Linked DNA regions of Triticum aestivum: region 2 is linked to region 1. A link is a contact called in public Hi-C data. All regions are on one chromosome and are shown on one strand. The core of a region is the stretch at or near the end of the contact, and the rest is flanking DNA. Distances in the headings are between cores, read along the strand shown. Region 1 holds the start of LOC123093682 (pullulanase 1, chloroplastic-like). Region 2 holds the start of LOC123093683 (probable protein phosphatase 2C 28).

What was found. Hi-C and Micro-C count contacts between places; a contact is called where the count stands out from the background.
Region 2: a Hi-C map of leaf shows a contact between it and region 1, with 3 times the contacts expected there. The contact joins the promoter of LOC123093683 here to the promoter of LOC123093682 in region 1. A contact is called at or near these places in 3 of 5 Hi-C or Micro-C datasets (all in leaf).

Annotation. Positions count from the first base shown.
Region 1 is chr4B:625,674,435-625,679,240 of IWGSC CS RefSeq v2.1, reverse strand. LOC123093682 (pullulanase 1, chloroplastic-like) reads right to left here and starts at 2,403. Exons shown (of 5, transcript XR_006445492.1): 1 at 1,791-2,403.
Region 2 is chr4B:626,192,403-626,197,208 of IWGSC CS RefSeq v2.1, reverse strand. It overlaps LOC123093683 (probable protein phosphatase 2C 28), which reads right to left and starts at 1,864. Exons shown (of 4, transcript XM_044515694.1): 1 at 1,512-1,864; 2 at 694-1,061; 3 at 1-22. The coding sequence starts at 1,833.

The sequences.
Region 1 (4,806 bases), core at 1,154-3,653:
GTCTGTAGTCGACGTCTTGACTTTGGCTATCCTCATGGCAGCACCATCGGATCTTGCTTGCTTTTACCTTCACTTTGTCTCTCCCCAAGGCAACACCACCACCCAGCCAATCACCACCACCGCTTGTCCAGATAGAATCACGAACAATCCCCATGACAGTGCTGTAGGATCACCTTGGCGACCTCGATAGCAACTGCCTAGTCTAAAATCTAAGCGATCCAATCTCTATAGAAACCAGTAGAAGCAAGGCGCATGGCTCAGATATGTTTATTTTTCGACGCACGCGCCTCTCTGGAGACAGATAGGAGAAGCGGCGTGCTTGCCCTGCCACCCACCAGCTCCTGGTCTATAGCTCACCTAGCTAAATACTCTGCTTTGCCACCGGGCCAGATTTTTTTTTTTTTGCACATTTATAATACAGTTGAGTGGGTTAAAACTATTGCAAGACAACACACACTTTTATAATATCTAAATACATATTTAGTTCGGTCCATATGTATATCTGAAGTAACTTATCAACGTCTCCTCAAGCAAGGGACCCAAATACTGTATGTCCGAAATCACGAACAAATTGACATGTTCGCTAGAATTCCACGACGGCATGCAAAATCACAAATAAGTATTGTCTTGTTGTATAAAGAGAAATTTCTTTGCGAAAAAACTGATATAGCTTGACATGTGGAACCTGGACTTACCCTCGTTGACACCACTAATATGTTAAATAGCTTCACAATAATCAAACACATACTTGTCTTCGTATTTCCAGCCTCTCCACACAAGCGACATTTCCCAACAAGTTCCTAAAGGAGCTCATGGTCTGTCCATTTTAGTGAAACTGAACCTCAACAAATGGGGCAAATATAAAGACACCAAGTTTCAAGTAATTCATTGCAGTTTCAGTTCTCAGTTTAGGTGCAGCTCACACAACAACCTGCAATTATATACCTATTGAAGAATTATTTTGAAGGCATGTTAATACTTAGAATAAAAAATAACCCCACATGAGGGTAACTAATTTATACCAATGAGCATGCTAGCTCTCTCATGACCATAATGCTGCCATAACCCCACTGCAGCACGCCTTGCCCGCCATGGGCTGCCGCACACCCTTCAGTCTTCTTATTCGTAGTGTAGATTTCAGTCTCTCCACACAAGCGACATTTCCCAACAAGTTCCTAAAGGAGCTCATGGTCTGTCCATTTTAGTGAAACTGAACCTCAACAAATGGGGCAAATATAAAGACACCAAGTTTCAAGTAATTCATTGCAGTTTCAGTTCACAGTTTAGGTGCAGCTCACACAACAACCTGCAATTATATACCTATTACAGAATTATTTTGAAGGCATGTTAATACTTAGAATAAAAAATAACCCCACATGAGGGTAACTAATTTATACCAATGAGCATGCTAGCTCTCTCATGACCATAATGCTGCCATAACCCCACTGCAGCACGCCTTGCCCGCCATGGGCTGCCGCACACCCTTCAGTCTTCTTATTCGTAGTGTAGATTTCATTACATGTTTGTAAACTAAATAAAGATTATTTGTATCAGCAATAAATGGATATCAATCTCTGAACTCTTAGTCTATTCTAATTCAAGAAAGGGGATATGAATCGACAACAGAAATTTTGTTTCAAGATTCAAGGCACAATCTTTCTTGCGGTGTAACCAAGTTCGCATGGTTCTTGTGATGAACTGAATCGGCGGGCTCTACTACACGTCTGCGCACGACCTACCAATCAACCGAAAGAATGAAAGAAAGAGGTGCGGAGCGGCGGCGGGGGTACCTGCGGATCGGCGCCGGGGAAGACGGACTGGAGCGCCTCGACGGGGTCGAACTGCATGTTGATGCCGAGGTCGGCAACCGAGGCCGCGGTGGCGGACGGTGAGCACCGGCCCCGCTTCGCCTGCAGCACCTCGAAGGGGTCGTCCAGGAAGGCCGCCGCCCCGCGCTTCCAGGTGCTGTCGACCTCCACCGCCATGGCCCGGCGACGGCGGTGATCCGGGGCGACGAGACGTTGGCAGCGATTCCGACGGCGAAGGTGGCGATCCGCGGCGGTGATGGCGGCGATCCGGAGAGGGGCGGCGACGATCCGGAGGACGTTGGGCTGGTCGTGGCGGCGGCGCAGGAACCCTAGCTGCTGCGAGGGTACGAGGAGAGGATGCTTGCGCGAGGAGAGGGAGGGGAGTGGTTCGTGCGTGGGGGTGGTTTTTGAGGGTTGCGAGTTAACGGAGTTGGGAGGATGATGAAAAAAAATCAAAGGTGGGAGGATGATGAAAAAAACAGCGAAATTAAACTGCGCAGACTATTCACCAAGTCGTTCATTAGGAACAGAGATACGTGGTTTGTCAGGCGACCAGGAGCGATCTCGTTGGTAGTGGACGGAAAGCCAGGACGATCGATGGAATTTTCTGAAGCAGCAGAAGTCGGCGAGTACAAGAAGGGATCGGAAGCGGAAGGCAAATCAATTTGCACCAGGTGATCTCGGCGGCGGCGCGGAGGATTACGCAAGCAGCAGGTCTGATCGGATTGGTTCCGATCAAAACCAGAGCAGGGTGCGTGATGTGGACGCCCAGGCGAGCGGTGCAGCCACCAGTGACATGAGTCTTGCCCAGGCAGGGCCACGTAACAGCGCAACATGAGTCTTGCCCAAGCGCAGCTCGGCCAGTGAGGGAGCGACGGCGGACCAGGGGAGCTTGACCCAGGAGCCAGCTCGGGCGCAATACGCGGCGAGGTCCTAATTCGGCTGGCTCGTGCGTGCATGCTGGAGTTGTGTGCAGCAGATTGACATGAGTTTTTGTTGGGATTTTTTTAAAACAATGCAGGCCATCGTATCAATTGGATGTGTCGGAGAAAACAAAGGAAAAGGACGGGAGTATAGACCCAGGCGTCATGGATGATGGAGTTCGTACATGTCTCTTTGGTAAGTGTACGCATGTTTTGGATATCTATAAGGCTATCTTTTGGCTCTTTGTTTTGGGCATGGATTGTGTACATGATGGCAGCAGGATTATGACGCGGAGCTGCAAATTCATAAGTGATCGATTCACTTGGCAGGTTATGCTATATATTCAAGTATTGCACTAGAGATATACAGGAATAATCTGCTGGAGAATTAGGTATACGTGAAGGGGTAGCAGGAAGCCAAGTTGATCAAGATGAAGTGCATGCGGTCAGAGAAGGCGACGTGCGTATAAGGCTCAGAGGAGTCTGGAGTGCGTTGTGGCAAAATCATGCATACACATGGCATTAAGCAAGGCATGGAGATGTGCAGGACGGACACGACGCAGGGTGGAGCATGATTGCAGTCGGATAATTTCGGTTGGGTCAGACTTGACAATCTGATGGATTGACATGGATGTCGGTCAAAACAGAAGATGGTGGTGATTTCAGCGACGACGACATAGGAGTGTGATGTTGATGGTGTCCGACTTCTGGGGCGTGGAAACACGTGATGCATGCCTAAGGGCTTGTGCGGTTTCGACAAGACTATGGCGCTGGGTTGATTCAAGGTAGTGCCCACATAAGAGCTTGGAGTCAACGGCCCGGGCGCAGGGTAGCCCGGCCAGCTACATGGATTCATGTTGAAGGTGGAGTTGGAGTCTAATGGACGGCTTCACTCTGTGCTGATGGAGGGTCTACGACGTAAGGATCTGGAGAATCGTAGCCTATTTCAGCAGGAAGGCGAGAGACACGTGGTTCAGACTGGGTACCAGTGGTCTGATGGAGACGTGATACTCGACATCGGTCGGTGATGATCAATGGTTCTCTGCAGTGGGGGTTGAGGCAGTGTGGGCTAGCTACCCGGGAGACTCGACCAGGATAGCAGAGGCTCGACGCGGTGATAGCGTTGAGGCGTGCGGTAAGCACGGGTCACAACGACAGGCCAAGGCAATGGTAGTCAGACAAGTGGTCAGACAAATTGTGCAGGGGGTACTGAAGCAGTGTTGACGAGTACCGGATTCAAGTTGGTGACTGGGTCTATCGGTGCCGGAAGATGGACAGGAGTTGACCATGAAAAATCTGGGAAAGTGGCAGAGAGTCTGGAATTATCAAAAGATGAGAGAGAGTACATGGTTGTATATTCTGTGGTGTTCAGTGCACATGGCAAAGTGCGGATGAAAAATACAGAAGAAGGCGGAGTGCTATGACTGTGGGACGTGCCAGAGACTAACCGGAAGAAGGGTGAGACAACTGCGAATTTGACTCAGGGTGACACAGAGCGAGACGGTGAAATTCCTTAAAGTTTCAGATAGACGGTCAAGAAAGAGCAAGGATGTTAAGTTCAGGTAATTCTTATATGTGGCGTCCAATATGCGAGTTGTTCATTTTCACGCAGATAGTTATCGGTGTGTGATGGCGTTGAACGGATTGTCCAAAAGTTGGGAGCACATAGTAGAGTAATGAGTAACTTAATTTTGCTCGAGTGTTGACTGTGAGGAAGACGAGAAGGAACTACAGATGTAGGTGGAGTCACATGGAGTCTGGGAGTAGCAGCGATGCTCATGGCATATCTCAAGTTCAATGTACATGGAGGTCAACGCATGGATGAATCCACGGTGGTGGAGAATATTCGTCAAGGTGGAGTTTGTTAGAATTGTGTAGAATATTATTGTACAAGGTAGGTTACAGTTGGACTTGATTTTGGACCGTATGTAGTCAGGGTATGGAATTGTGTCCAAGTAGGACACTTGTATCATAGGCCTCTCTTATATAGCGGAGGTAGACACACGATGTAACCTATGCCAACATAATAGCACATGCACGCGGGGGGCACCGGCACATATGCCGGCAGCATGTGC
Region 2 (4,806 bases), core at 615-3,114, 520 kb before region 1:
CATCTCCGATAGATCTTGATATCTGCAGAATATCATCTCACCTCATAAGTTACAATTGAAGAAAAACAGTAGTAGAGCACCCCAACTGTATGTATACCAGTATATATAATCCAGAAGAGAAAATTTACAGGAGCCTATAGACAGTTGTGTACACAAAGTAATAATATGTCATGATGAAAATCCCGAGTTGCAGCAACTGATGGTGTTGATTAGCTCAAAAGTTAAGCGTGAAAATGACGATAACCATGGATGACTTCAGAATGCATCACTTCCTCCTGCCTCTTGCTGGCACGCTTCCATTATACAGAAAGCATGAACATCAATCTAGCATAGTCATATGGGAGGACAAGAGGCCCCAGTCATAAAGACGGCAATTATACAGCACCAAATCTTACCACACATTTATTTTTGGATATACGAAAAGCATGTTATATTATGATGATGCAACCATATTTAGTGCAGGCACTTTAGCTCTGAGAACGATTGACTTACCTAATACCTAACTTGAAACAAACAGCGCAGATGCAGAAGTAATTATCCATACTCCGGAACGAAAAAAAGAAGTGGAATTGTGATGAGATGGACAGATGATGTCACTGCCGCGAAGACTTCTAACAACAAATTAATAATTATCTAGGCAGGTCTAAATCTCACAGTGGTCTTATGCGTCTCGCGGTACAGAATTTCGGTTACCTGGATGAGGCCCTTCACACGCCAAACGTTGTGTTTCAGAACCACAATTTGTGGATCATGAGGGTGTGATGACTGTAGCTCCTGCCTAACTTCCTCGTAGCACGCGTTGTGCTCCGCCGATAACTGCATGGCCACAACCTGACCGGTCGCCTTGACGAGCCTTCCGAGAACAGCACGCGAGTCGCCCGCGTTTGCGATGTAGAGAGTCCCGGAGCAAATTACGCCGACCAGGCAGCAAGAGCCCACTGCCGCGATCTGAGGCTTCATAGACCATTCCTTGCTGACTACAGAAAGGAAACCGTCCTCGGTTGCTTGGAAGGCTTTCCGGATCACATCGGCCGACATGCACTTGTGCTCGGTTGCAAATCCTGGAAAAGGAGATTGTTTATCATACACTGACACTAACAAGGCTAACAATGAGTAAGAAACAGCCCCCAGAAACAGAAAACAAATGAGTAGCAGAACAATGTCACCATCAACAGAAGACATACGCAGCTGGAAGAGATGAATTTATTCTTTGTGAGATATAATACTAGCTCGCTGCCGGTGACCACGCCATGTGTGATGCAAGCTTAGAAATAAGTCTACTGAACCTGCAATATTTTCTTCTTGTTCTGATGTTACAGCAATGAGTACCAAAACTATCATAGCCCTTGGCTTTTTTTATGAGAAAAATCAGCATGATTATCACAATCATGCTCACAAAAACGCAACAACTGATCAACATAGTAACAGAGCAAAAGTTGTCAGGAGATTTTCTTGCTTCTTTTTGGTTGCAGAAATTAGGAGATGGGGATTTTTCTTGAGATGGGGCTTACTTCTGAGATGGTGGAACATGTTGTCATTGATGAAGCGGGAGGTCTCCGGGCCGCCATGGCCGTCATAGACGCCGACGAAGGTGCCCTGCGGGCCGGGGTCGGCCATGGAGAGCGAGCCGGACTCCACCTGGCTCTGGTCCTCCAGCAGGCTGTTGGCCTGCACTACCGCCATGGAGAAGTCGCCGGTGACCGCCTGGCCGGCGTCATTGTACCACAGCAGCCCGTCCTGGCGGCCGGCGGCGTCGGAGCCCTTCTTGCCCCGCCGCCCGGCCCGGGACCGCGCGCCCCAGCACGACCTGAAGTAGTCCATCACCGCCGCCATCACGCCCTCTCCCCGCAGCTCCTCGCCGGCATGCCCGGCCTCCGTACCTCCACCGCCGTCCTCGCCTGCAGCCAAGCAGAATCATCAATACGGGTCAGATCAAAATTACTCTCAGAGCAGCCGGATCGCAGCCAAGGATCGATCAATCAATCAATCAACCAAGAAACCGCGTCAATCCCCGGCACCCAGAATCGCCCGGCGCAGAGCGCCGAATCAGATCGAGAGAAAGAAAGACGCAAGTTCCCTCACCTTTTTTTCCCCTCTCTATCTGTCCAAGTCCAAGAACTCCCCGCCGGGTTGGTGCTGGGATTCTTGGAATCTGCTCAGATCTGGCGCGGGCGGGCACGAGCTTGGGCGCACGAACAGCGAGGATTGGGTGGACTGGACTGGACAGGACCGGCGGCCGCGCTCGAGGATCAAAGAGAATCAACCGACCAGCCAAGCAAGCATGGAGCTTGACAAAAAGAAAAGAAAAACTCTCCCCCCTCCCTCCTCGCCGTAGCTAGGTAGCTAGCTATATTGATGTGCCCAATCTCTGGAACACTCGCTGGAGGTGGAAGGAACAGCTCAGAGGCAGCGGTCTCTACCTCTCTCTCGACTCTCTTCGGATGCCGCACCCAGCCCCAGCCTAGTGCTACTACTACCGCTAGTACCCAGGTGAGCGAGCGGAGGCAGAAGACCGAGGGGACAGAGAAGCCATTAAATGAAGAGCGAGAGGGGGGAGAGGAGGGGGGGAGGTCAGGGCCAGCAAGGCGGGGATGGGCTCCTACCAATCCTGATTGTTGTCACTGGCTTGTGGTGGTGTGGACTGCTGCTGGCTGCTGCTGGCTGCTGCAGGTGCAGGTGCAGGGCTATGCGTGCTCCCTCGACCTCGCTCGGGTCAGTTCACTTCCCCCTTCTTCCTCACTCCCACCTCACCTGCCATGGGTGAAAACTGAAAAGAAAGAGAGCATCTTTTTATAGCGGTGGTGGCCGCCTCTGTTTGCAGAAAAGGATGGCCACCTAATTTAATCCTCCTCATCACTAGTACTAGACTCTGCTCCTAAATATAATATATGACGTTTTGCTAGTTCAAATGAAAAGAGAATAGTTACTGCTCCCTTTATCCCATAATATAAAAGCGTTTTTAACACTAGTGTAATGTATATAAGTTGACACTAGTATAGTGTATATAAGAGCGTTTTTGACATTACTGTAGTGTCAAAATGCTCTTATATTCACCCGCAAAAAAATGCTCTTATATTATGAGATGAAGGAAGTATCCCACAAAGTTCACACACATGAGAGGGAATGAGGCAGAGAGGATCTTGGATATGAGTTCAAAAGAAAAGGGGATAAAAAGGGATGGATGCATGTTTCCATGGGGAGAAGGTCAAAGGAGTGCATATGTGCTGCTAATTAACTCATCAAATCAAATCTATAGCCTGGAAAAAAAAAAGGCACCCCTCACTCACATCACATGCATGCACCCATTAAAAAGGTCAAAGGAACACTTTTTTTCCCTCATCCTTCTTGTTCTTATTTCTTCATTATTATTTTTTCGATGTGGATGGACTATTTTGTCACGGTTGAACTGCCATTTCAGAGAGAATATTTATGACCAAGACTTTAAGTTCAAAAAAAAAAATTAACCATGGGGCAGCAGGCTGCAAGTTTATACGGAGGACGTAGCTGGGCATGGCGTTTGTGGGGGCTGAACCAGGATGTGCTGGCCGTGATGGGTCGCACCAGGTTGCGCGGTCCTTGTTTCCTTCGCTCCTTTTTTGGTGCCATACGATTACCCAGCTGCTGGAAAAGATGGTCAGAATCATTTGCAAATGAGTCGTCTATTTGTAAGTCGCCTGAAAAGAGGACTGCTACACACACGATGGATTGTGCCCGATCTGTGAACGACAAGCTATACCAGCCATCGATCAGTTGAGTTCATGTGGGGCGCAGCCATCGATCACCAGGCCGTCTGAGAATCGTCCAGCGCATTGTTGTGTGCATAGTAATTTCGGCCTGAAAATTAGCCGAGCGCTCTAGGGTCACCAATGGCGGCAACCATGAGCAACATTGCAATGGCTAGAAAAAAATATAGACTACGCTACACCAAAATTAGTATGATGGACAAACGTTGCACTAGAAAATAGACTTTGAAAATTGTTCGTGGGGGCCATGGTCCCCTGGCCCTCCGCCACTGTCCGTCACGCCAATTGCGTGACTACTTGCTCCATTCAGTTTTCCATTCTTACTTTTGAGGGAATTTCCCGAGGTTCGAGAGCCAGCCTTGGTCTACTTATACGGTTGCCGCTTGTTGGACACGTGTTGCTTTTAGTGATTGTTTCTGCCCCTGCCCTGACATGCATTTTTGCCGATAATAACTAGTTGACTGGCCGCCACTTGTTTGAGTCACATATAGATTTCTTCAAAATGACCATTTTGTTGTCATTGTGAGTTAAGACACGTGTTTCTGCCGATCCCAACCTACTTGATCGGTCGCCGCTTGTTCAAGGTACACATGTTTCTTTTCCTCAAAATGGTCATTTCTGCGACCGCCATGACATGTATTGTCGTGATCCCAACCTACTTGATCGGTCGCCGCTTGTTCACGACACACATCTTTCCTTTCCTCAAAATGGACGTTTCTACGATCGCCCATGACACATATTGTCGCGATCCCAACCTACTTGATAGGTCACTGCTTGTTCAAGGCACACATCTTTCCTTTCCTCAAAATGGACGTTTCTACGATTGCCCATGACACATATTGTCGCGATCCCAACCTACTTGATCGGTCGCTGCTTGTTCAAGACACGCATCTTTCCTTTCGTCAAAATGGTTGTTTCCGCGATCACCATGACACGTATCATCGCAATCTCAACCTACTTGATCGGTCGCCGCTTGTTCATGACACGCATCTTTTCTTTCCTTAAAATGGACGTTTCTGCGATGGCCCATGACACGTATTGGCACGATCCCAATCTACTTAAT